7 separate regions of the Mus musculus genome follow, and all the other regions are linked to region 1. The links are chromatin contacts, called in public HiChIP or PLAC-seq and capture Hi-C maps. All regions are on one chromosome and are shown on one strand. The core of a region is the stretch at or near the end of the contact, and the rest is flanking DNA. Distances in the headings are between cores, read along the strand shown.

The links. HiChIP or PLAC-seq counts read pairs in DNA pulled down with a chosen protein or histone mark. Capture Hi-C pulls out chosen DNA fragments and counts their contacts.
Region 2: an H3K4me3 HiChIP or PLAC-seq map of bone marrow-derived macrophages shows a contact between it and region 1, with 4 times the contacts expected there. The contact joins the promoter of Tarm1 here to the promoter of Rdh13 in region 1. A contact is called at or near these places in 2 of 39 promoter capture datasets (embryonic stem cells and liver) and 1 of 115 datasets of contacts at active chromatin or transcription factors (bone marrow-derived macrophages).
Region 3: a contact with region 1 is called in an H3K4me3 HiChIP or PLAC-seq map of bone marrow-derived macrophages, with 5 times the contacts expected there. The contact joins the enhancer-like site here to the promoter of Rdh13 in region 1. A contact is called at or near these places in 1 of 39 promoter capture datasets (stem cell-derived epiblast-like cells), 1 of 15 datasets of contacts at CTCF or cohesin (large pre-B cells), 14 of 484 Hi-C or Micro-C datasets (the G1E-ER4 cell line, Sertoli cells, bone marrow-derived macrophages and 7 more), 12 of 115 datasets of contacts at active chromatin or transcription factors (bone marrow-derived macrophages, embryonic limb bud, embryonic stem cells and 2 more) and 1 of 9 other capture datasets (embryonic stem cells).
Region 4: a capture Hi-C map of embryonic stem cells shows a contact between it and region 1, with 14 times the contacts expected there. The contact joins the promoter of Oscar here to the promoter of Rdh13 in region 1. A contact is called at or near these places in 13 of 39 promoter capture datasets (the 3T3-L1 cell line, the C10 cell line, the HPC-7 cell line and 9 more), 1 of 15 datasets of contacts at CTCF or cohesin (large pre-B cells), 24 of 484 Hi-C or Micro-C datasets (the AML12 cell line, B cells, the Ba/F3 cell line and 15 more), 25 of 115 datasets of contacts at active chromatin or transcription factors (the NIH/3T3 cell line, T-cell acute lymphoblastic leukemia, bone marrow-derived macrophages and 12 more) and 3 of 9 other capture datasets (adipose tissue, embryonic stem cells and liver).
Region 5: an H3K4me3 HiChIP or PLAC-seq map of bone marrow-derived macrophages shows a contact between it and region 1, with 14 times the contacts expected there. The contact joins the promoter of Leng1 here to the promoter of Rdh13 in region 1. A contact is called at or near these places in 9 of 39 promoter capture datasets (the 3T3-L1 cell line, the C10 cell line, cranial neural crest and 5 more), 1 of 15 datasets of contacts at CTCF or cohesin (large pre-B cells), 6 of 484 Hi-C or Micro-C datasets (bone marrow-derived macrophages, cerebral cortex, cortical neurons and 2 more), 18 of 115 datasets of contacts at active chromatin or transcription factors (the NIH/3T3 cell line, bone marrow-derived macrophages, embryonic basal ganglia and 9 more) and 4 of 9 other capture datasets (adipose tissue, embryonic stem cells, liver and 1 more).
Region 6: an H3K4me3 HiChIP or PLAC-seq map of bone marrow-derived macrophages shows a contact between it and region 1, with 5 times the contacts expected there. The contact joins the promoter of Pirb here to the promoter of Rdh13 in region 1. A contact is called at or near these places in 1 of 484 Hi-C or Micro-C datasets (B cells), 17 of 115 datasets of contacts at active chromatin or transcription factors (the NIH/3T3 cell line, SST interneurons, bone marrow-derived macrophages and 12 more) and 1 of 9 other capture datasets (adipose tissue).
Region 7: a contact with region 1 is called in an H3K27ac HiChIP or PLAC-seq map of microglia, with 5 times the contacts expected there. The contact joins the promoter of Rasl2-9 here to the promoter of Rdh13 in region 1.

Annotation. Positions count from the first base shown.
Region 1 is chr7:4,443,677-4,447,271 of GRCm38.p6, reverse strand. Rdh13 (retinol dehydrogenase 13 (all-trans and 9-cis)) reads left to right here and starts at 1,615. Exons shown (of 7, transcript NM_175372.4): 1 at 1,615-1,825; 2 at 2,951-3,069. The coding sequence starts at 1,761.
Region 2 is chr7:3,500,683-3,504,277 of GRCm38.p6, reverse strand. Tarm1 (T cell-interacting, activating receptor on myeloid cells 1) reads left to right here and starts at 1,654. Exons shown (of 6, transcript NM_177363.4): 1 at 1,654-1,846. The coding sequence starts at 1,813.
Region 3 is chr7:3,596,185-3,599,779 of GRCm38.p6, reverse strand. No RefSeq gene overlaps it. Among named protein-coding and RNA genes, the nearest start is that of Oscar, 18 kb to the left of the region's middle. Within about 2 kb of position 1,854, at least 7 of the 459 cell types and tissues checked have an H3K27ac peak or open chromatin away from gene starts, as enhancers often do. A contact at or near this core is called in bone marrow-derived macrophages, where this site is marked.
Region 4 is chr7:3,614,232-3,617,826 of GRCm38.p6, reverse strand. Oscar (osteoclast associated receptor) reads left to right here and starts at 1,670. Exons shown (of 5, transcript NM_001290377.1): 1 at 1,670-1,786; 2 at 2,311-2,343. The coding sequence starts at 1,750. Ndufa3 (NADH:ubiquinone oxidoreductase subunit A3) reads right to left here and starts at 454. Exons shown (of 4, transcript NM_025348.3): 1 at 420-454; 2 at 136-210. The coding sequence starts at 429.
Region 5 is chr7:3,663,982-3,667,576 of GRCm38.p6, reverse strand. It overlaps Leng1 (leukocyte receptor cluster (LRC) member 1), which reads left to right and starts at 1,737. Exons shown (of 4, transcript NM_027203.3): 1 at 1,737-2,261. The coding sequence starts at 2,130. It overlaps Tmc4 (transmembrane channel-like gene family 4), which reads left to right. Exons shown (of 15, transcript NM_181820.2): 11 at 1-136; 12 at 399-529; 13 at 603-758; 14 at 1,397-1,475; 15 at 1,569-1,823. The coding sequence ends at 1,637.
Region 6 is chr7:3,718,719-3,722,313 of GRCm38.p6, reverse strand. Pirb (paired Ig-like receptor B) reads left to right here and starts at 1,932. Exons shown (of 15, transcript NM_011095.2): 1 at 1,932-2,021; 2 at 2,176-2,211; 3 at 2,393-2,677; 4 at 2,827-3,132. The coding sequence starts at 1,988.
Region 7 is chr7:5,124,287-5,127,881 of GRCm38.p6, reverse strand. It overlaps Rasl2-9 (RAS-like, family 2, locus 9), which reads left to right and starts at 1,932. Exons shown (of 1, transcript NM_009028.2): 1 at 1,932-2,940. The coding sequence starts at 1,953. The coding sequence ends at 2,603. It also overlaps the pseudogene Gm47692.

The DNA of each region.
Region 1 (3,595 bases), core at 366-2,865:
AGCAAGTGCCACTGACCTACCTTTCCAGTCCCAGGAGAATCAGCCTTTACTGTTACTGTCAGGGAAACTGTGTGGTAAGGATTGAATTCAGTAGCTGTGCTTGGAACACAAGAGGTGTTAAGTAAGTTGCAAGAAGTTGTGAGTGAGCACTCACAAGTGCACACTAAGGCCAGTTGTTCTTTTTTTCTTTTGGAATGACCAATCATTTCCTAAGTATAACTTCTTACAAAGGGAATGTCTGGGTCAATAGTATACACGGATCATCCTGTGACAGGTGTCTGACTAGACTTTCAGGAACACCAGATAATTGACTCCCACCAACAGGGAGTTTCCCCTGATCCTTGCCAACACTGAATATTTATTATAATGTTGCCAATCTGATAATTGAAAAATATTTATCTCCTTGTCACCTTCATGAAGACAAACAGGTGTCAAGTGTGCTGACATTTTCTAGTGACAGGATGTATTTGTCCACTGTCTATAGCCTTTTTCCTAACTTCCTTTCTTTTCCTTCCTTCCTTCCTTCCTTCCTTCCTTCCTTCCTTCCTTCCTTCCTTCCTTCCTTCTGTCCGTTCGTCTGTTTGTCTGTCTGTCTTCCTTTCCTCCTCTCCTGCTTCTAGACACTAACACTTTAGTATGTTTTAAATATATTATTCTTTCCTTTTGGTGTATAAGTGTGTGGACACATACATGCCGTGGTGGAAGGTCAGAGGACAACTTTTGGGAGTTGATTTTATCTTTCCACCATGTTCTAGGAATCAAACACAAGTTGCAAAGCTTGTATGACAAGTGTCTCTACCCCATGCACCATCTCACTGTTGTTTTAAAGCCAGTATCCTTCTTTTCCTTCAAATCCAATGGTCCAGGTCTCAGTTTCCTCCCTCAGATCCAAAGCCCACACCCCAGACTTCCACTCTTAAACACAAGAGTCCAAATCCTACCCTTCTCCCTCAGACTCAGGAATCTATACTTCACCCTCCTCCCTCAGACCCAGGGGTCCAGGTCCCAGCCTTCTTCCCTCCTTCACAAGGCCTACACAGAAAGTGCTACCATTAACTATTATTTAGAGGAGAAAAACCATGGTTCATTCTACAGGGTCTCGATGTCTGGAAATGGAAATGCTTGGTACCAAACTATCTATCTATCTACTTTATTTATTTTCTTCCTCCCAGATAGTATTCTTCTGCATGGATCTGGCTTCCTAGAACTCCCTCTGTAGAACAGGCTGGCCACAAACTTATGGGTTTGCCTGCTCCTGTCTCCGTAATGCTGGGATTAAACGCGAGCACCACTACCACCCAGCTACTATTTTTTTTATTTCTTCCTTCTTTCCTTCCTTCTTTCCTTCCTTCCTTCCTTCCTTCCTTCCTTCCTTCCTTCCTTCCTCCCTCCCTCCCTCCCTCCCTCCCTCCCTCCCCCCCTCTTTCTCTCTCTCTCTCTCTCTCTCTCTCTTTTTCTTCCCGAACTTCAGGACGCCCTTGGATTGGTTGAGTGTGATGACATTTGATCTGGTAGCTGACACGCCTGTCAACCTCGGCCGCATTCCATCTCCAGAAACTACGTTTCCCAGCATTAAGTGCGCCATGGGCCTACTTCCTAAAGCCCCGCCTCCACATCTGGTCACTCCCCATAGCCGGGTTCTGGTGGCTGTGTGATTCCACGTTCACGCTACTCGAGCGCACGTGGGTTCCTGGGCAGCGCGTTCGTCCGCGGAGTGGCCTGGAGTGCAGACCCACGGACACCCTTTTCCCCAGCCTGGGATGAGCCGCTTTCTGCTGCCGGTGTCCGTAGTGGGCACGGTGATCGGCGGCACCGTGCTGCTCAAGTGAGTCTGCGCGTCTTCTCTGCGCGCTTGGTGGTAGGTTTGCGACAGGGGAATGCCAAACAAGGCCAGAGAAGTATCCCTTGTCCTAAGTCCTCGGACGAATTCTTCCCGCTCACTAGTATGGCTTTTCCGGGAGAGGAGGGCGGGTCACCTCTTCAAGGTCACCTAGGGAGAAGGGGTGGAGCATGGATCTTGTGCTCATTTTATCTCTGGACCACTCCTTCTCTACCCTTTCCTCTTTGCCCAGCCTGTTTGCCTCCCCTTCCTTCCTTTCTTCCCTTTCCTCTCCTCCCCCGTCCTTCTTTCCTTCCTTGCGTTTTTCAGACTGGGTCTCACCATGAAGCCTTGGCTGGCCTGGAACTCGTTATATTGACCAGGCTGATTTTGAATTCACGAGAGATCTGCCTCTGCCTCCTGAGTGCTGGGACCAAGGACATGCGTGTCTGTCACCGCTAACAGCTTACATGAGGTGTTTCCCTCCCCGCCCCCCCCCCCCCCGCATGTATGCATATGCTATGCTTTCGGAGGTTAAAAGAAGATGTTAGATCCCGTGGAACTGGAGTTATTGTGAGTCACCGTGTGGGGTGCTGGGAGCTGATCCTGGGTCCTCTGTAAGAGCAGCAGTGCTCTTACTGCTGAGACATCTCTCCAGCTTCTTGATGTATACACACCCGCTTCCCAATCATTGTTCTCCAACTTCCATGGACCCCTTCTGACACATGCTCCTTCCAACGTCATGCATTCTGTCTGTCTGTCTGTCTATCCATCCATCCATCTATAGACAAGGCAGCATGTAGCCTAGGCTGGCCTTGAGCTTGCTCTGTAGTCGAGGATGATGACCTTAAATTCCTGGTATTCCTGCCATTGCCTCCTGAGTACTGGGCTTGCAAGTGTGTACCACCACTTCTGGCTATTGTCTTTTGTTTTTATAAAAGTATGAATAAATGATTGTTACCTCTTGGAGATGTTCCAACGTATAATCCTTTTCTGAGGCCATGACGAGGACTCCCGTGTGTTTGGGTGCTTTGGTGATGGATGTGAGCTTACGAGTGCTTTGCCCCAGCTCATAAATCTTGAGGCAGGCACGAGGCAGACAGAACTCACTGTGCTGTTTCTCACCTTCAGGGACTATGTCGCTGGTGGGGCTTGTCCCAGCAAGGCCACCATACCTGGGAAGACTGTTATCGTGACAGGAGCCAACACAGGCATCGGGAAACAAACTGCTTTGGAGCTGGCTAAAAGAGGTAAGAGCAGCCCCTGCTCTGGGGTTTGAAGAGTTATGTGCACACTGTTGTGTGCACAATGTTGTGTATGGCAGCCTTGTTTATAATACCTCGAAGGCAGAAGCATTCCAGGTGTCAATTTGCAGACAAATAAACAGAATACGGCTCATCCATACAGTGGAATATTACTATGCTTTCAAAAGGAAAGGAATTCAGACATGCTTCTGTGTGATGATTCTACAGGATGTTGTGCTAAGTGAATAAAGGCAGACACCACACACACACACACACACACACACACACCCCAACAGCTACATAATTCACATTCTCAAAACTATCCAAAACCAAACCTGTTTTTATTATGTAGTGTGTGTATGTTGGGCTGGAGTGGGTCTGAGTTTGCCATCTGTGTAGACAACCATGGAAGCTGGTTTTCTCCTTCTGCTCTGTAGGTCCTGACATTGAACCCTGGTCCTCAGACTTAGCAGTAAGTGCTGTGGCCTGTTGAGCCAATTGCCAGCCTCAGTATTTGCATATCTTGATATGT
Region 2 (3,595 bases), core at 405-2,904, 940 kb after region 1:
CATTCCAAATCTAAACTATGACATTGTCTGTCTGCCTATATGTCTGTCTGTTCTACCTACATCTATCATCTACCTATCTCTCTCTCTGTCTCTCTGTCTCTGTCTCTCTCTCTCCCTACCTATCTTCTTTTCTATCTGTCGACCATTCATCTATATCTATCATCTGCCATGCCTATAATTTATCAGATCTTTTTCTCCCACCTTGGTGTACACATTGTGTAGATAAAAAACTAGACTATTTTAGCGCTCTTAAAAGTGTTCTTGGCCCTCCTCTCTATAGTCAATTTCTACTTCTTCTTAGATAATCCATTTTGAATTTTTCTGTGACTGGGTTTTGCCTGCAGTTGACCAGGATAGCTAGAGTTGGACCACATGCATTCTTTGTGTCCAAGTTCTTTCACACTCCATGTTACTTCTGAGATTTCATGGTCTTACATGTATTTTATTTATTTATTTATTTATTTTTGTGGAAGCTTGAGATCATTCACTTTTATGATTATATTATGATTTATTTATCATCCTCATTGGGCTCCTTCCACCCTGATCTTTTATGGATAATGATAATTGTATCATTTTATCAATTTGATCTTTTATGAATAATCATGATAATTCTTTTTGAGATTGTTTTTGGTGATGGCACTGGGGTTTAAACTTAGTGACTCATGCATCCCAGATAAGCACTATACTCCTGAGCCATGGGCCTAGTCTTGACCTGAGCATCTTCATGTGTTCAGCAGCTTCCTTGACTGAAAAATTCTGTCCCCAGTACCCAGATTGAAGCATAAGGATAAGAAGTTCAAGACCATCCTCATCAGTGGGAAATTTGAGACCACCCTGGACTATATATTGAGACCTAGTTTCAAACCAAACCAAACAAACACTAAACTAAACTCTCATACTAAAACAAATATTAAAGGCAAATGTCATCATGACTAATGTTCACTCATGTAGCTTGAAATGCATTTGGGGACCTTTGACTGTGGCTTTTGTTGGTAGAGTGCTTGTCTAGCAAACACAAAGCCCAGGGTTCAATTCCCAGCACTGCCTAAACCATATGTGGTGACACATACCCATAATCCCATCAGGAGGTAGAAGCAAGAAGACCAGAAGTTCAAGGTCATCTTCAGGGCTGGAGAGATAGCTCAGTGGGTAAGAACACTGACTGCTCTTCCGAAGGTCCTGAGTTCAAATCCTAGCAACCACATGGTGGCTCACAACCACCTGTAATGAGATCTGACGCCCTCTTCTGTACGTCTGAGGACAGCTACAGTGTACTTACATATAATAAATAAATAAATAAATAAATAAATAAATAAATAGTCATCTTCAGTTACATGGTGATTTTGAGGCTGCCCTGGGCTACATGAGATCCAGCAAAATAAAATGGAAAGAGAAACTGTCTGGGCTCTGTCACTTTTCCTCAGTAAGGAGAGGCAGATCATCTCTAGTAGGAAAGGAATATTGGCCAACGTCTAGTGACTATGATATATGACTCTCAGTTTACACAAATCTCAGCTCAGTATAAACCCAGCAAGCCCAGTGTTAGGCCCTTTGAAAATTACTTGTGTAAGGCCTGAAATTTGAAACGGAAGAGGACCAAGTGAGGCAAGTCTCTGAAGGGGTTTATAGGAACATGTTGCAACAGATAGCATCAGCACATTTCCTGCGAGTGAACGTGTGAGGAAGGAACTGAGCAGCGATCTCAAAACCAATCCTGCCTACTCCCTGAGCTTGGGGATGCTGATGTCCTGGCCACTTTCTTCTGCTGATAGTAGACCTGCTGAAGACCTTTGGACCAGCCGCTGAGCCACCATGATCTCTAGGCTCCTTTCCCTTCTCTGCCTCCGTAAGTTATTCAGGGTGGGACACTCAGTTTCCAGGAAATCATAAAGCTGGTGAGATACTTGGGTGGGGACTGAAGCCAGAATTTACACCAGATCAGTGTGCTGAGTGCATAGGACAAACCAGAAATTTCAGTGAGTTCACTGTACATGTTAGGGCAAAACAAATGCTCAACATGTAGTAGACAGAGATGGGGAAAAGATAGGGGCTGGGGCTGTAGCTTTGTTGGTAGTGCTTACCAAGTGTACGTGAAGCCCTAGTTCCATTCCCAGTACTATAAATCAAGAATAGTGACATGCAACCTGTAACTCCGGTACATGGTAGATGGAGAGAGGCAAATAAAATTTGAAGATCATCTTTAGCTAAGTAGGGAGTTTAAGGAATGCCTGGACTACATAAACATCCCCCCTCCCTTCAACACACGCACAGACAGACACAAAGCAGATAGAGCATAGATATAATGTAAAGGAATCAAAACTAGAAATTCTATGTGCTGTTGCTAGCCAAGGTTGAGTCAGCAGCCCGCTATTTTCTTTTATACGAAGCCAACTTGTTATGATTGAGATAGGACAGAGACCAACATCAGAAAGACCTTCTTGTTTACTTATTTTTAAAATTTGTTGAGACAAGATCTTACCATGCAGCCTTGGTTGATCTTACTATGTAGACCAAGCTGGTCTTGAACTTACAGAGATCGTCCTGCCAAATGCTGAGATTACAGGTTTGTGCCACCATGTCTAGCTCTTTTTAATAAATAAATAAATAAATAAATAAATAAATAAATAAATAAATACTACTACTACTACTACTACTACTACTACTACTACTACAATAGATGACAAATGTTATTAAATAACTTTCCTTAGCAAGGTGTAATCCCAGCTCTAGAGAGGAGGAGTCAGGAGGAGTTCAAAGTCATCTGGTTCCGTCGTGAATTTGAGCCCAGCTGGGTTATATGAGACTGTATGTAAAACAATGAAACAAAGCATGTACAGTAGAACATCTTTAATCCTAGTTCTGAGGAGGCAGAGACAGGCGGATCTCTGTGAGTTTGAGGTCAGCCTGGTCTACATAGCAAGTTCCAGGCCAGCAGGAGCTAAATAGTGAGACCATCCTAACCCACTCCCTATTTAAAAACAAATGAACAACCCTAAAAGCCTTCTGAAGAAGATTAAGTTTGCTTTTATAGGTTAGAAATCTGATCTGAATTTGCAAACCAAAGTGATTTCCAACATATTTCAGAGATTTGTTTGTTTGTTTGGTTGGTTGGTTTTTCAAGAGAGGGTTTCCTCTGTATAGCCCTGGCTGTCCTGGAACTCACTTTATAGACCAGGCTGGCCTCGAACTCAGAAATCCACCTGCCTCTGCCTCCCGAGTGCTGGGATTAAAGGCGTGCGCCAGCACACCCGGCTCAATATTTCAGAGATTTTGAGGAAACCAAATTTCAACCCACGTGTGTCTAACCCAAACAGTATTACTGGTTCCATGTTGCTCAGAGTTCTATGAACAGGGCTGAGTTTACAGGGTTCCTTGTTGTGGGACCATCTTGGAGATGTTTGATGGGACTTGGAGTTTGTCTTGATTTTGTTGTTAACCTTACAATTGTTGGATTATGTGGGAAGAGGAGCCTCATTTGAGAAAATGCCCCCATCAGATTGCTTGTTGGTAAGTCTGTGGGGGCATTTTCTTTTCTTTTTTATGGTACGCTTCACAAATTTGCATGTCATTTCACAGACTACACTAATCTCTGGAT
Region 3 (3,595 bases), core at 605-3,104, 850 kb after region 1:
ATGTATGTATGTATGTATGTATTTATGTGCATGCATGTGTATGTGTGGGGGAGCACATGTGAAAGCTGGTTCTTTCCTTCCACCATGTGGGTTTAGGCATCAGACTTAAGTCATTAGGCTTGCTGTCACGTGCCTTTACCTGTGATCCATCTCACCATTAGGCTGTCACGTGCCTTTACCTGTGATCCATCTCACCAGTTCCAGAACCTAGAGTCTTATACTAGGCAAATATTCTACTTCTGAATTGCATCCTCAGCCATTTTAAACATTTTTTTTTTTTTAATTTTGAGACAGGGTTTCCCTAAATATTTTTGGGCTGGCACTGAATTCAGTTTGTACCATGAGTGAGCCTTGAATATGCCATGTTTCTGCCCTAACCTCTGAGTAGCTGGTATTTACAGGCATGAACCACCAGGCTGACTTATCCTTATTTATATATTTATTTATTTATTTATTTATTCTTGACTCTGGCAATGTTATTGTCTTCGTTGGGGTTTCCATTGCTATGAAGAGACACCATGATCAAGACAACTCTTATAAAGGCAAACATTTAATTGGGGCTGGCTTACAGTTTGGGAGGTTTAGTTCATTATCATCATAGCAGCAAGCATGGCAGTGTGCAGTCTGACATGGTTGCTGGAGAAGAAGCTGAGAGCTCTGCATCTTGATCAGAGGGCAACCAGGAGAGACTTGGCATCCTCAGGCAGCTAGGAAGAAACTTTCTTCTGCAACGGGCGGAGCCTAAGCATAAGAGTCCTCCAAAGCCCACTCCCACAGGGACACACTTCCTCCAACAAGGTCACATCTAATTCCAAGCATATTCAAACCACCACAGAAGTACTTGTATTTAATGCATTTTAGTCATTGTTGCCCTCCCCCACCCCACGCAACCCCCAACCCCACCTCATCACCTTACTATTCCTGAAGAATCCCAGAGTTTATTTTCTCTACTAAACTATAATAGTAAGGAGAGTGTTTTCCTGAGGTCTCCTAACCCTAACCCTAAGATGACAAGGGGTCAGGCAGAAGTGTGGTGTGATGGTTTGTATATTCTTGGACCAGGGAGTGGCACCATCTGGAGGTGTGGCCTGGTTGGAATAGGCGTGTCACTGTGGGTGAGGGCTTAAGACTCTCACCCCAGTTGCCTGGAAGTCAGTCGTCCACTAGCAGACTTTGGATGAAGACATAGAACTCTCAGCTCTGCCTGCGCCATGACAGCCTGGATGCTGCCATACTCCCACCTTGATGATAATGGACTGAACCTCTGAACCTGTAAGCCAGCCCCAATTAAATGTTGTTTTTTATAAGACTTGCCTTGGTCATGGTGTCTGTTCACAGCAGCAAAACCCTAACTAAGACATGTGGGAAGCCGGGCGTGGTAGCACACGCCTTTAATCTCAGCACTCGGAGGCAGAGGCAGACGGATTTCTGAGTTCGAGGCCAGCCTGATCTACAAAGTGAGTTCCAGGACAGCCAGGGCTATACAGAGAAACCCTGTCTTGAAAAACCAAAAACAAAAAAACAAAAAACAAACAAACAAAAAAAAAAAAACCAACTTCCTGACATGTGGGTAACTGGGAGATCCACCACTTGTAACTGACACTAGATATAGGCTTGGGGGACAGTGACCCCAACTGGTGGGTCTGCATCGAGTCCAGAGAGTTAGTGTCAGAACCAAGTCTAATTTTTGGACACTTAAGTCAGTGCCTACAGAGAACTGGAGTCTCTCCTGATCTGGAGAGATAAATGTTGTACATTTAGTGCCTGAGTTACTGTGGTTAGAGAAACAGTGTTCCTTGCCTTTCCTATCCCCCACAAGGCTGTCACAAGACCATCCCATGCTTCCTGTTTCTGATTTATTGTACACTGGAGCTGCAAGAATGTAGAAATGCCATCTAGGGGCTGGTGAGATGGCTCAGTGGTTAAGAGCACTGACTGCTCTTCCAAAGGTCCTGAGTTCAAATTCCAGCAACCACATGGTGGCTCACAACCACCCATAATGAGATCTGATGCCCTCTTCTGGTGCATCTGAAGACAGCTACAGTGTACTTAGATATAATAATAAATAAATCTTTAAAAAAAATGCCATCTAGATATAGCACCTTGACAGTGAGGTCAACAAAGTGGGCTGTATACATTGGGCTCTGTATTTGTGTATGTGTGTTTGTGTATGTTTGTTGTAGTATTGTTTGTTGTTGTTCTTGGTGGTGGTGGTGGTGATGGTGGTTTTTTGAGACAGGATTTCTCTGTGTATAACCCTAGCTGTCTTGGAACTTACAAAAGACTGTTCTCCAACTCAGAGAAATCTACCTGCTTCTGCCTCCTGAGTGCTGGGATTAAAGGATGCTGGGCTGGTGAGATGGCTCAGTGTATAAGAGCACCTGACTGATCTTCTGATATGATAGAGGGAGACTCCCTGAGGAACTAGATTCCAGAGAATCAAACAAAAGGTTATCTTGATGATACCAAAAAATTGTTTTGAGATTTGCATATTACAGAATATATAGCCTTGGTGGGTCTCCAGATATCTTGGACTTTCAGCCAGATCCAATCAAGACACAGACATCAGAGGCTAAATCAATCATTGGTGTGGCCTTCTTAAGGCTAACCAATCCTATTTTCCCTACCCTTCCTCCCCCCTCCCCTTAAAAATATCTCAATGCCCATATTCAGCTTGAAAACGTTATGAAGAGTCGTTGCTCCAGTTCCCTGGCCTTTGGGACTGGAGGGGCTTATCATAGGCTGTCTTTCTAGGGAATGTTGAAATGGTCATAGTTGGAACAGGGAGGAATAGCTAGAATTGATTGCATAGCTGTAATCTCATTTTGTAGAAATATTTTTACTTGTTACTAAGTTGATGTCATAATTTCTTATTTTGATACAGAATTTATTTTGATGCAAAATCAAGGTTTTTTTTTTTTTTTTTTTCCCAAGACAGGGTTTCTCTGTGTAGCCCTGGCTGTCCTGGAACTCACTCTGTAGACCAGGCTGGCCTCGAACTCAGAAATCTGCCTGCCTCTGCCTCCCGAGTGCTGGGATTAAAGGCGTGCACCACCACGCCTGGCTGGTATAAATTTCTTGTATTGATACAAAAAATTTAAAAGTATAGGGCTTAGACCCAGTCGTTCTATAACTGTTATTATAAATTGATCTAAGATGATTAAGCCTGTGAGTTAAGGACCAAATAGCAAATTCATGGCTCTGACTTTATTGTTAGGGTGTTTCAGAGACTGTAATTAGAAATAGCTGAGAGCGGTTAATGGAGAACAGTCCAGATTACTTACAGGGATAGTTGGTTTTCAAAAATGTCACAAATCCACAGAATGTGACAGTTAATGCCATTTATTCACTTGTTGAGACAAATCTGCTCCTAACAGCTTCCCATTCATGGATTCAAAGAAGCAGCTGAGCATCTTTTCTTCAAGTGAGGCCCTACATTTGTGGCTAGGTTGCCACTGGGTAGAAAATTGCCAATCTCTCCTGCAGACCTGTACTGTTCTTGAAAGGACACAATTTACAGGTTAGGACAGCTTAGTTCTGCTGAGACAGAATAGGCTAGTCCTTAGTATTCCTGTATCTCTAAGGTCTGTCAGAT
Region 4 (3,595 bases), core at 421-2,920, 830 kb after region 1:
TGTGTGTGGTGAGGGAAGAGCGACAGTAATGTCAGGATATGGCTGGCAAGGGGATGCGAGATGAAACTGTGCCGTGGAATGCTGATGACTTCCGGGTGGAGGATGCACTTTCGCGCCGGGGAAGGGGGCACTCACCGAGGCCCCAGACAGAGAAGGACACCACCAGCACCGGCTCCTTCGCCCAGGCATTCTTGAGGAAGGCAGAGATTCCTAGAGAGGTGAGAAGACAGTCACCCTTGGGGACTACTGCGGTGACCTCTAACACTCTCGTATCACCCCTGCTCTGCACCCTCGTGACTGCCGCGCCCCTATTCTGGGACGGATTACCGGTCCCCAAGGCTCCACTGAGACTCAGCCACGGATCAGCCCACAGTTTCCTGGAACTACTTGATCCCCGCGAGCTCCAAACCTGTACTTACTCCCGGCCATCTTGTTCTTGGCGGCGACAAGGAGCGGAGCTCTCTGGGAGTTGTGGTCCTTCTCCTTGCGTGAGGCCCCGCCCCTTGGGCGAGGACGTGGACCCTTTCGGGAGTTGTAGTTCTGGAGTGAGGCTTAAGAGGACTGAAAGATTTAAACCACCTTGAACACCTGCTGGCCTCACCATTTTCTTATAGTTTATAACTCAGCAAATGCATCGGAGAAGTAACATAACGTTCTCCTGTAATAAAGTCAGCTTTGGGCTGGAGAGATGGCTCAGAGCTCTGTCTGCTCTTCCAAAGGTTTAATTTCCAGTAACCACATGGTGACTGACAACCATCTGCAATGGGATCTGACGCCCTCTTCTGGTGTGTCTGAAGACTGCAACAGTGTACTCATAAATAAACCTTAAAAAAAAAAAAGTCAGCTTTACATTGAGATCACATCTAGACATAAGCTCATTCTGGAAATTCTAAATTAATCCCAAATATATTAAGGACTGCCTGTGCTTTGTGTTACTAGCATGCAGATCATGGCTTTTCCCTCCATCTGCCCCTTAGTGCTGAAAACTGAAACCAGGACAGGCTAGGCTACCCATCTCCGATTGAGCCACTCCTCCGTCCACTTGCTGATAGATTCTACTATCCCAGGTCCCTGCTGGTGGATTTTAGGCATATCTTTTATTGTTGAGCCACATTTTTCAGCCCTTTCATTACTTTTTATTTTGAGACAGGGCATTAAATGGCTCAAGTTGGCCCTGCAATCTTTGAACTTGACAGCCTCCTGCCTTGGTTTCTCAAGCTGGTGAGATTACAAGCCTGAGCCTCTAAGATAATGCACATCACTTAAAAAAATTAACATATCTGGACTGGACAGTGAGAGCAGTAATGGAGTCTGAGCCTTCTCTTGTTACCGGCATAGTACATATTGTACAGCAAGCTTCTTTTTCCCTTTCTACCTTTTTGTTTTGTTTTTTTTGTTGTTGTTGTTGTTTTTTTCCTCTTTTCCATTTTTCTTCCTCCCACCTGCCCCTTTCCTTTCTCTCCTCAGTGCTGAGGCTACTCTGGGCAAGTGGTCTTCTACTTAGCGACAACGTCCTCAGCCCTCCTCCCCAACTTTTAAGTTAAATTAAAGAACACCAGAGGCTATGACTGTTCCATCTTGCAACTTTTTCCAAGACAATGAAACTATGACACAGTTACCCAGGAGCCTCCACCTGACTCCTCTGTTCCCTAAACAGGACTCTCACATGGCTTTCTGGTGTTGCTTCATTTCCTCAGAGTGAAAAAGGCAGGGTCAACCTTTTCCTCAGCTCCACGGAGAGTGCCCACCATGGTCCTGTCGCTGATACTCCAGCTGTCGACTCTCTGTGAGCTGTCCCTCCCCTGTGTGTGGATCCTTGGCTGGGCTGAGGGCTATATCTGTTCATATGGAATTCAACATCCAATTTAGAAAAAGGAATCAGGACTGGTACCCAGATACCTGAGTCCTAAACGGGGGAAGACAGATTGCTGGGTCGGGGGTGAGCATAGGTTTCTCTGGATCTCCAGGCAGAGGAGAGTAAGGGATATCTAGGGGTCAAAGAATGTATTCAGTTCTCATGGTAAATGGGCAAGTCTACTGTGCTGGAGGGAGGGGGCATCTAAACCTTCAAACCCCAAGGCAGAGAAACCCCAAGGAGCAAAGTATTGTTCTTAGGAAAGGTGGGGAACAGAGGCCTGTCCTCTTGGGTCAGACAGCAGCTTCTTAAGTATGGGGAATGGAAGTACAGAGTTTTGCTTGATCCTAAAAAAGACGGTGGCAGGCTTCATGTAATCAGAGTCTAGGGCTCCTTAGAGGGGAGACGGTAGTCCACAAAGGGCTTTGTAAAAACCAACTCTTCACCTTCTGCAGGGCCTGCATGCCGTGCTGACTTCACACCAACAGGTGAGTGGGAGACTCCACCTGCTCTATGCTATGCTGCTCACACCTCGCCTCCAACAACTCATTTTATCTTTGTGCCTAGCTTCACCCCAGATTCCCTCATTCCCCTCTCTTCCTCTCTCCTTCCATCCCTTCCTCCACTACATACCTTGCCTCTTTTCTTCTCCCTTTTCTCCTGTCTCTTTCCCTTCCCCCTTTCATAGCCTTCCTTCCTTCTTCCTCCATCCCCTCCTCCTTGCCCCCTGCATGTTGCTCTCTTCTCCCTTCACTTTGTCCTTCATCTCTTTAGTAACCACTATAGGTGAATAGAGATGACCATGAATGTGGATGTTAAGGAGACCTAGACAATCTTGTTCATTATTGCATGTCCTTGAACAAACCAGGGGTCTTAGCCGGGCGTGGTGGCGCACACCTTTAATCCCAGCACTCGGGAGGCAGAGGCAGGCAGATCTCTGGGTTCGAGGACAGCCTGGTCTACAGAGTGAGTTCCAGGACAGCCAGGGCTACACAGAGAAACCCTGTGTGGAAAAAACAAAAACAAAAACAAAAAAGAAAGAAAGAAAAACAAACAAACAAAAAAAACAGGGGTCTTGAAGCCTCCATTTCCTTAGGTAAGTCGGCTGCAGTGAGGATTTAATGTAGTTATATAGGGAAACTATAGGGCCAGATCCTGGCATATTTCAAGGCTCCAGACATAGGAGTTCCTCAATGCCAAGTATACGAGCTTCTCTCACGGGAGCCTGCCTTCCACAGAAGGAGGTTCCCCCACCCGAGATGGCTTCTTCTCAGGGTTTTGATGGAGGAGATAATTCTTCTCTCTTCAATTTTTCCCACTATGCTTCAATTTGGCCTGAGAACCACTGGGAAGCCATTCATCCCTGAGTTATCAGTTGATTTAGTTTTATGTACATGAATGTTCTGCCTGCATGCATACACACCACATGCATGTCCAGGGCTCGCAGAGTTCAGCAGACAGCAGGAGGAGCCTCTGAAACTGGAGGTACAGTGCTTGTAAGCCACCATGAGCTGCTGAGAATCCTAGCCCCAGTTTTTGCAAGGGCAACAAGTACTTTTATCTGCTAAGCCATTTCTCCAGCATCCTAATGTTAAATCTATTTAAATGATAAATCAAATAGGTACTCGTGGTTATAAAGGCCCAGTTATTACCAAAAGATGCAACAGGCTTCTTCTTCCCCTTCCCATGTTCCCGAATCCTACTGAAAGGTTCCCAGCACTCATCCGTACCATGCATTTA
Region 5 (3,595 bases), core at 488-2,987, 780 kb after region 1:
CCTGGAGTTCCAGGTGCCAGATGAGGTGCTGGGGCTCATCTATGCGCAGACCGTGGTCTGGGTGGGAAGCTTCTTCTGCCCTTTACTGCCTTTGATCAACACTGCTAAGTTCCTCATACTGTTCTGCCTGAAGAAGGTGAGTCTGAGGAGTAGCCTAGGGTCTGAGCTGACAGGTGTTGGAGGCTGTAGTCCTGGGCTAGAGAAAGGAGGACGGTTATCAGGGCCCTGATTACTATGCCCTGAGGATGGGAGGAGGGAGCTGGAAGTCAGAGTCCTATTGGCTCAGAGATCTGGTCCCAGCCCCCAAAGGAGGCCAAAGCTCCAAGATAAGAAACAGGGAAAAGCAAAGGATTGACTCTTGAGTCTTACACCTCCATTTCCTCGCCTCTCCCTACCAGATAACCCTCTTCTCCATCTACTCACCGGCTTCCCGCACCTTCCGAGCATCCACGGCAAACTTCTTTTTCCCCCTGGTTCTCCTTGTGGGTCTGGCGATCTCTGCAGTTCCCGTGCTTTACAGTATCTTCCTGTAAGTACGAGAGACTTCTGTTTGTTCTCACTCTAGCTCGACTTGACTGAATCCAGTGTGTCTCCCCCTACAGGATCCCACCTTCGAAACTGTGTGGCCCGTTCCGCGGGAAGCTGTCCATTTGGGCCCAGATCCCTGAGGCCATTGAGAGCCTCCCTCAGACTGCCCAGAATTTTCTCTACTTTCTGGGAACCCAAGCTTTTACTGTACCTCTTCTGATCCTCTCTAGGTGAGCAGTCAGACTTTGAATGTGTGTAATTTAGTGTTTGAAAGAGAAAGGAGTTTCTGGGCACCTGAGTGCTAGAGAGGTGGGCTGGGTGCCTATATACAACAGAGACGTGGGGCTGGCCGGGATGCCTATAAATCAAGAGCAGGAGAGTCGGAGTGTGAATGCTTAGGGTCTAAGAAAAGACATCTGGGTTTGGATTCCTGGTCTGAGGAAAGGAGGGCTAGGGTGTGGATTTATCGATTTGATGAAGGGGGAGGAGGTATGGAGCCTGAACCTCTAGTTTAACCTCTGGTTAAAGGGTCTGAACTTTTGGGTCTAAAGAGAGAGGATAAAGACTTGTGTTCAGAGTCTCAAAAAGGGTTTTAAGGGATTTGAGGATCCTGATATTGGTTTCTTTAATTTACTTATTCATTTAATTTTTATGTGTGTTGGTATTTGGACAGTGTGACTGTCTGTGTGAAGTAACGAACTTGAGTTACAATTGTAAGCTGCCATGTGGGGCTGGGAATTGAACCCCGGTCCTTTGGAAGTGCAGCCAGTGCTCCGGTTACGAGCCATCTCTCCAGCCTGGTTTCTAAGGAGCCATATGATGAAGATGATTGTTTTTCTAGAGTGATTTTCATTCCTGTCTTCCATAGCATCCTGATGATGTATACCGTAGCCCTGGCTAACTGTTACGGACGCCTCATCTCTGAGCTCAAACGCCAGATAGAGACGGTGAGCCAGGCTGATTTCCCCGGAAAGGGCTCTATGAGACTATGAAAGAAGAATGAAAAGGTGTGCTTCACTTTCGCTCCTTTTTGCCCGCAGGAAGTGCAGAATAAAGTCTTCCTGGCCCAGCGAGCTGTGGCTCTGAGCTCAAGGAATGGAACTTCCTGATAAGTCTGGCTGAACCTTCAGCCCCTCAGCTTCAGTGACTTCATATCAAGTGATGGGACTCTTTCATCTCTGGAACCAAATTCCCCGCCCTCTGCCACCCGAATGCTACACTCTCAATTGAACCGTATTAATAAACAACAGTCAAGGCCGCTTTGCGTTTTGAAACCCCGTTCTGAAGCCTCGGACGGGGTTTGGGGAGGGGCCAGGTCCAAATCGGCCTGAAGAGCTAGGTTATGTCTGCTTAAAGGAATAGACAGGCAACAGCCTCATCAAGCAGCGTCCGGGGGTGGAGCAACTCAGGTTACAAATGCTTAGGATTGGCTGAGATGGAAGGCTCTCAGCCAATAATCTCTAAACAAGGCTAGGATGGGACGTGACAATTGGCCCAGAACCAATGCACGAGCAAGGGTGGAACCATGGGGCGGGAGCATCCTCGAGCCAATCGGAAGTGCTGAAGAGTGGGCCTGACAGTCCGAGGTCGGCACTGGAGCCATGAATATCTTGCCGAAGAAGAGCTGGCACGTCCGGAACAAGGACAATGTTGCCCGCGTGCGGCGCGACGAGGCCCAGGCCCGGGAGGAGGAGAAGGAGCGGGAGCGGAGGGTGCTGCTCGCCCAGCAAGAGGTAAGCCTGGGGACCGCCCAGAAGCGCGGCGGGCCTAGCTATCACTCGGTGCCGGGAGCGGGTCTGTGTGTTCGACGATGTTTCTCTGAAAATCCTGTGCTAACTTCCAAGAAACCTTCCTAGATTTCCCCACTGGTGTTGAGGGACCAGAGACTAGCATACTGGAAGAGTTGGACAAATATTCTGATTACTTTATAGGTTGCCCGCACAAGTTAATTACTGATCACCCACTCTGTGTATGCTCCCTTCCTTCTGAGCGCTTGCTTTGAGAAATTCCCTCTTAGAACAACTTGGAGGGGTGCGGTCACCTTGCTCTGAGTACAACGGCTTCAGCAAGGAGGGCAAAGGGCGGACAAGCCGGGGTCCACTTCGTTGGGCATGTCTTTTCTCCCTCCCTCATTGCTTGCCAAGAAAAGAGCATCTGGAGGTTTTATTTGGAACAGGGTCTGTGTAGCCGTGGCTGTTATGGAACTGGCTACGTAGACCAGGCTGGTCTTGAACTCAGCTTGCCTGTTCCACTTGAACGCTAGTATTGAAGACCACACACACATCACAGACTCTAAGTTACTCGATTAGTTTGGTTTACACTTAAGTCCCTTGGCCAATCTGATCATGAATTAGTGTGGGCTTAAAAAAAAAAAAAAAAGCCGGGTAGTGGCGGTGGCGCACGCCTTTGATCCCAGCACCTGGGAGGCAGAGGCAGGTGGATTTCTGAGGCCAGCCTGGTCTACAAAGTGAGTTCCAGGACAGCCAGGGCTACACAGAAAAACCCTGTCTTAAAAAACAAAACAAAACAAAACAAACAAACAAAAAGGTGACGCTTGTAATTAATCCCAGATACTAAGGCTGCAGAAAGGGGAGAATTGTGAATCAGAGACCATCCCTATCTGGGGTCAGGTTGTACTTGGAGTGGTGACCTGGAGCCATACCTTGGATTTAGATCCTTTGTCCAGAAAGCAATATTTGATTACCTTACAAGTTTGGGAGTATATACATACTTGTGTTGGGGACTGAATTTGGAACTACACACAAGGCAGGGGCTCTATGGCTGAACAAGCCACCTATACCTATACCTGAGTGGGTTTTCCTTGCATCACTTGAGACTGGGAAGCCTTCTGTTTTAGGTCAGGGATCTTCTCTGAACTATCTCTGATAGCCCAGTTTACTGTCTAAAAACATCGATTCTCCACTCCAAGTTAGAAATGGTATCTCTTCTTGCTCTCAATATTTGCCCCACCCCCACCCCCTCTTTTCAAGACAGGATTTTTCTGTGTAGTCCTGGAACTAACTCACTCTGTAGACCATGCTGGCCTTGAATTCAGAGATCCATGTGC
Region 6 (3,595 bases), core at 683-3,182, 730 kb after region 1:
TCATCAAAACTCTAGCAGCTGCCGGTACTTCCTACCAGCAGATGGAGAAAGATAAAACCCTGGATGACTACAACATCCAAAAAGATCAACGCTGCAGTTGGTGCTGGGCCTGTGTGGTGGCATTCTCCACCAACCACAAAGCTAGCTTCTCAAGTTTACAACTGCAACACAATGATACAGTGGTGCTCACAAATACTGCCCATGCCTGCACCACTGTGTGTGGAACTTCAACAAGAACCATGGCAACCATCTTACCAAAAGCAATCTACAGATTCAATGCAGTCCCATCAAAATTCCCACTAGATTCTTCATAGAATTAGAAAGGGCAATTCTCAAATTCATTTGGAATAACAAAAAAAAAAAAAAAAAAAAAACCCAGGATAGTGAAAACGACTCTTAACAATAAAAGAATTTCTTTGGAAATCACCATCCCTGACCTTAATCTATACTATAGAGCAATAGTGATAAAAAGTGCATGGAATTGGTACAGATACAGATAGGTACATCAATGAGGTAAAATTGAAGACCCAGAAGTGAACCCACACAGCTATGGTTACTTGATCTTTGACAAGGGAGCTAAAACCATCCAGGGGAAAAAAGACAGCATTTTCAACAAATGGTTCTAGTTCAACTCCCAGTCTGCATGTAGAAGAATGCAGATCGATCCATCTTTATCTCCTTGTACAAAGCTCAAGTCCAAGTGGATCAAGGACCTCCACCTAAAACCAGATATACTGAATCTAATATAAGAAAATGTGTGGAAGAGCCTCAAACTCATAGGCTGGCATGACCACCCAGTTCTCCCAGAGTCTAGACCACCAACTAAGGAGTGTACCTGGAGGAATCCATGACTCCAGATACACATGTAGCAGAGAATGGACTCTCTCACAGCAATGGGAGGGAAGACTGCTTTGATGCCCCAGAGTGGGGGGATGTTTGAGCAGTGGGCGAGAGTGTGGAGGGGTCATGGGCAGTCTCATACAGGCAAAAAGAATGGGTTACCATATGTAGGATGGGGGGTTGGTGAAGGGAACACCAGGAAGTGGGATATCATTTGAGATGTAAACAAATGGAATGATTAATAAACCAAAAAAAAGAATTATGGTCATATTCGTACACCTACAACCTGTATCCCCAGAAACTCAAATAAACCTGCACCTGTGTGGACCAGTAACCCCATGACAAGATAATTTGTTAACTAAGCAAAAGGACTTAGGAAAACGATGATGGTAAGTGATGAGACACTGATATGGCTCAGAACATAAGTGTCTGCTGCCAAAATAAGACCTGACTCTGTTGACAGGATCCACACTGGACAAGGAAAACTGATTGCTGAAGTTGTATTCTGACCTCCATACATGTGCTTTGACACACATGCATGTGTATATACAAACAAACATAGAGACACACAAACAAACACTAAAAAATGAATAGAAATATGTACCCTAAAATTGGAAGGGAAAACACAAACATAAAAAACAAAAACCAATTGTAATGCCCAGTGGTAATGCATCGCTTGAGACTAAGAAGAAAAAGCTGTCATCAATCACACTCCAGGCAGATATACAGGAAGATCCTTCTCAGAAACATCAAAACTGTTGAAAAGAAAGAAATAGTTCCCATAAAACAAAGAGGAACAAAGAAAACCACACGTAAATTTGTACTGTTGTGTGAAATGTTCACACATGTTTGCTACAATATGGCCATGACAGTAATGTGCACAGGTGAGGCAGACACTGGTGGGATGAGGAAACGCCATCTGTGTAAGAACTAATGGCAGAGGGTCTACTGCCTGGCCTAGTCACACCATTGAGGAAGTCAGAGCATGGTGCTGAGGAGGGCAGTTCCTCTTTCTGTGGGGCTGCTGATATATGACCATGTCATGGGGACTGCCCTGCCTCCAGTGCCACACCCTGTACACAATCCCTTCAGAAAGGCTCTGTAGCTCTGCCCTTGAGCACAGTTGCAGCCACTGAGGGGAGATGCCATGTCCTGCACCTTCACAGCCCTGCTCCGTCTTGGTGAGATGTGAAGAGGGGGAGGGGATACTGAGGTCTGGAAATGATCATGGCCTGTAGACCAGCACGCACCCAAAAGGAAACCCCAGGTTCTCAGATGTTTCTGCAGACTTGCTCAGCCTTAGGGACAAATCTCTTACAAAGAACTCTCTTCCAGGACTGACTCTGAGCCTCTGGATCCCAGTGCTGACAGGTGAGTGTGTCTGCAGCTGACCTGAAATGCTCTTTTCTTCATATCCAGGAGCCATGCCTGGGCTGTGATGGTGGAAAACACCACCTGTGTGTGAGTCCTGTGGGTGGCAGGAAGGCCATGGGGTTAAGGACTGCAATCTGAGTGTGTTTGTCCTGAGTCCTAGTTGCTCTGTTACTTGCAGGGTCCCTCCCTAAGCCTATCCTCAGAGTACAGCCAGACTCTGTGGTCTCCAGGAGGACTAAGGTGACCTTCTTGTGTGAAGAGACAATTGGAGCCAATGAGTACCGCCTCTATAAAGATGGAAAGCTATATAAAACCGTAACAAAGAACAAACAGAAGCCAGAAAACAAGGCTGAATTCTCATTCTCAAATGTAGACCTGAGTAATGCAGGTCAATATCGATGTTCCTACAGCACCCAGTATAAATCATCAGGCTACAGTGACCTCCTGGAGCTGGTGGTGACAGGTGAGAGACACACAGGATCCTAGGCCTCAGGTTATAAATGTCCAGACTTGGCTCTGTTAACAGGAATGCCCACCCTCACTGTGGGAACCTCAGAGCCAAGGAGAATAATGAGGCTTGGGGATATTTAACTGACTCCTCCTTTTCTTCAGGACACTACTGGACACCCAGCCTTTTAGCCCAAGCCAGCCCTGTGGTAACTTCAGGAGGGTATGTCACCCTCCAGTGTGAGTCCTGGCACAACGATCACAAGTTCATTCTGACTGTAGAAGGACCACAGAAGCTCTCGTGGACACAAGACTCACAGTATAATTACTCTACAAGGAAGTACCACGCCCTGTTCTCTGTGGGCCCTGTGACCCCCAACCAGAGATGGATATGCAGATGTTACAGTTATGACAGGAACAGACCATATGTGTGGTCACCTCCAAGTGAATCCGTGGAGCTCCTGGTCTCAGGTGAGGAACCTCAGCCTTCCATAGAATGATATTGAAATCATACAGGTTTCAGAGACCACTTGATGTGCGGTGTATGTGGGGATCCAGGGCTCTTTTGAACTTTGACACAGAGCACAGGAAACAGTGAGTCCAAGACTCACAGTGACAGCCAAGCCCAGAGTGCCCATTAGGGAGATGATGCTTTATGAGGGCTTCGGTTACTCTGGAGCAGCTGTAGCACCATCCACCAGAGCTCCGAGATTCTGGAAAACAGAGAGAGGAAGGATGATGGTAGCTAGAGAGGTTGAGGACACCCGGAGGACACGCCCTGGAGAGCACAGAATCAACTAAGCAGGAATCCTGAGGGCTCACAAAGCCTGCACTGGTGTACCCTAGGACCTCTGCATACATGCTGTGACTGCTCCAAATGATAACATTTTTTATAACCGGGTATAGTGGCATACACCTTTAATCCCAGGACTTG
Region 7 (3,595 bases), core at 683-3,182, 680 kb before region 1:
CAAGGAGAAGCTGTGCTATGTTGCCCTGGATTTTGAGCAAGAAAAGGCTACTGCTGCATCATCTTCCTCCTTGGAGAAGAGTTACTAGCTGCCCGATGGGCAGGTGATCACCATTGGCAATGAGCGGTTCTGGTGTCCGGAGGCACTCTTCCAGCATTCCTTCCTGGGCATGGAATCCTGTGGCATCTACGAGACCACCTTCAACTCCATCATGAAGTGTGATGTGGATATCTGCAAAGACCTGTATGCCAATACACTGCTGTCTGGTGGTACCACCATGTACCCAGGCATTGCTGACAGGATGTAGAAGGAGATCACAGCCCTAGCACCCAGCACAATGAAGATTAAGATCATTGCTCCCCCTGAGCGCAAGTACTCAGTCTGGACCTGCGGCTCCATCCTACCTCACTGTCCACCTTCCAGCAGATGTGGATCAGCAAGCAGGAGTATGATGAGTCGGGCCCATCGTCCACTGCAAATGCTTCTAGATGGACTGAGCAGGTGCCAGGCATCTGCTGCATGAGCTGGTATTGAAGTATCGATTTGCCCTGGCAAATGTACACACCTCATGCTAGCCTCATGAAACTGGAATAAGCCTTTGAAAAGAAATTTGTCCTTGAAGCGTGTATCTGATATCAGCACTGGATCATAGAACTTGCTGATTTTTGACCTTGTATTCAAGTTAACTGCTCCCTTGGTATATGTTTAACACCCTGTGCATATCTTGATTCAGTCCTTAGTTCATGTGGCTCGGTCACTTGGGGCTGGGGAGAACACGCAGTGGAAGAGAAAGGCCCAGCCTGGTGGATCTCTGTGAGCACCACGGAGTGATCTGTGCAGGGTATTAACCAACAGCAGACTTCCAGGATTTCCCGAGGCTGGCAAGGGCTCCTGAACCAGTTACCACTCCTTCTTGCCAGTCTAACAGGGTGGGAAAGTCCGAGCCTTAGGACCCAGTTTCCGTTCTGGTTTCTTCCCTCCTGACCACCATCGGTTGTTAGTTGCCTTGAGTTGGGAACGTTTGCATCGACACCTGTAAATGTATTCATTCTTTAATTTATGTAAGGTTTTGTTGTACTCAATTCTTTAAGAAATGACAAATTTTGGTTTTCTACTGTTCAGTGAGAACATTAGGCCCCAGCAACACGTCATTGTGTAAAGAAATTAAAGTGCTTCAGTAACTGAAAAAAAAAAAAAATTTCCTACTACCTATGATATCAAGCTTGGCTTTCTACAAGAGTTCAATCTCTGACTCTCATTTAATTCTTCCATTCCTTCACACACATATATATATATATATATATATATATATATATATATATATATATACTTTTTTTTTTTTTTTTTTTTTTTGGTTTTTCGAAACAGGGTTCTCTGTATAGCCCTGGCTGTCCTGGAACTCACTTTGTAGACCAGGCTGGCTTCGAACTCAGAAATCCGCCTGCCTCTGCCTCCTGAGTGCTAGAATTAAAAGTGTGCGCCACCACACCCGGCTCTATATTTCTTTTATATTTGACATAAGATCGCCTTTTTTTTTTCCTTTGTCTCTAAAAACAAATTGTGCAGCCCGTTGCTTAGGCAAAAGGAGTTTTGTCAGAAAAGTTCAGATCTAACAGATCTGTTCAGGATGGCAGGCAGTTCACTGAGCCAAGCTGCCTTCCTCTGTGTCCCTGTCATGAATCCTTGATTCGGTACAATTCAGTAGGCTTCATCCAAGAAATGCAGAGATGGTTCAGTAAGTGAAAATCAGTCCTGGAAGGTAGCTGGAAGGACCCGGCAGAGCGCAACACGAGGGTTGGTTGTCCTTCGGGTGGGCACCGCAGCGGCGGGCGGTGCCCAGCTTCCCTTCCCCCACAGTCTGGTACAGAGTCTGCCTTCCCGCGCGCTCTTCCCGGCCGCTGCCTTTAGAGGGCGCACGTGCAGCAGCCGCTCTCTCCGGCAGGATCGCCGCGATGGCCGCCCAGGGAGAGCCGCAGGTCCAGTTCAAGGTCGTCCTGGTGGGCGACGGCGGCACCGGAAAGACGACATTCATGAAGCGCCACTTGACCGGAGAGTTTGAGAAGGAGTATGTAGCCACCCTGGGCGTGGAGGTGCACACATTAGTCTTCCATACCAACAGAGGACCTATCAAGTTCAATGTGTGGGACACAGCCGGTCAGGAGAAGTTCGGGGGGCTGCGCGATGGCTACTACATCCAAGCCCAGTGTGCCATTATAATGTTTGACGTAACATCAAGAGTTACTTACAAGAATGTGCCTAGCTGGCATAAAGATCTAGTGCGTGTGTGTGAAAACATCCCCATTGTATTGTGTGGCAACAAAGTGGATGTTAAAGACATGAAAGTGAAGGCAAAACCTATTCTCTTCCACCGAAAGAAGAATCTTCAGTACTATGACATTTCTGCCAGAAGTAACTACAACTTTGAAAAGCCTTTCTTCTGGCTTGCCAGAAAGCTCATTGGAGATCCTAACTTGGAGTTCGTTGCCATGCCTGCTCTTGCCCCACCTGAGGTAGTCATGGACCCAGCTTTGGCAGCACAGTACGAGCATGATTTAGAGGTTGCTCAGACGACTGCTCTCCCAGATGAGGAAGATGACCTGTGAGAAAGTGAAGCTGGAGCCCTGCGTCAGAAGTCTATTTTAGGCAACTGTCCTGTGATGCCAGCCAGCGGTGCAGTGTGTGTGCCACCTTATTTAGCTAAAGGAGATCGTGCAATTCATTGGGATGCTGAAGGAGATGAATGGGCTTCGGAGTGAATGTGGCAGTTAAAATACACCTTCATTTTTTTGGACTTGCGTATTTAGCCCCCTGGAACAGAGTTGTTCTGGATTTCAAAGATAAGACTGCTACCGTAGCATCACAATAGTCAGTGGTGAAATCTTGTTTGTAACTGTCATTCCCACTCTTTCATTTAGAATCAGAATAAAGTTGTATTTCATATTTGAAATATCTTCTAAATATCTTCTAAAAAAGAGAAAAATAAAATCAGCAAATGTAATCTATCACATAAACAAATTAAAAGGGGAAAAAAAACATGATCATATCTTTAGATGCACAAAGGGCCTTTGACAAAATCCAACACCTCTTTATCATAAAACTCCTTGAGAGCCTAGGGATACAAAAGACATACCAAACATAGCAAAGGCAATATAAAGCAATCTGATAAGCCGGGAGTGGTGGTGCCTTTAATTAAATGCCTTTAATCCCAGCATTTGAAAGGCAAAGGCAGGCGAATTTCTTTTTTTTTTAAGATTTATTTATTTATTATATGTAAGTACACTGTAGCTGTCCTCAGATACTCCAGAAGAGGGCATCAGATGATTGTGACCACCTTGTGGTTGCTGGGATTTGAACTCGGGACCTTTGGAAGAGCAGTCGCGCTCTTAACCACTGAGCCATCTCGCCAGCCCCCAGAGAATTTCTGAGCTCAAGGCCTGCCTGGTCTACAAAAGTGAGTTCCAGGACAGCCAGGGCTATACAGAGAAACCCTGTCTTGAAAACCCAAAAAAAAAGCAATCTGATAGCAAACATCAAATTAAAGGGAGATAAATTCAAAGCAGTTCTACCAAAATAAGGAGGAAGACAAGCTGTCCAC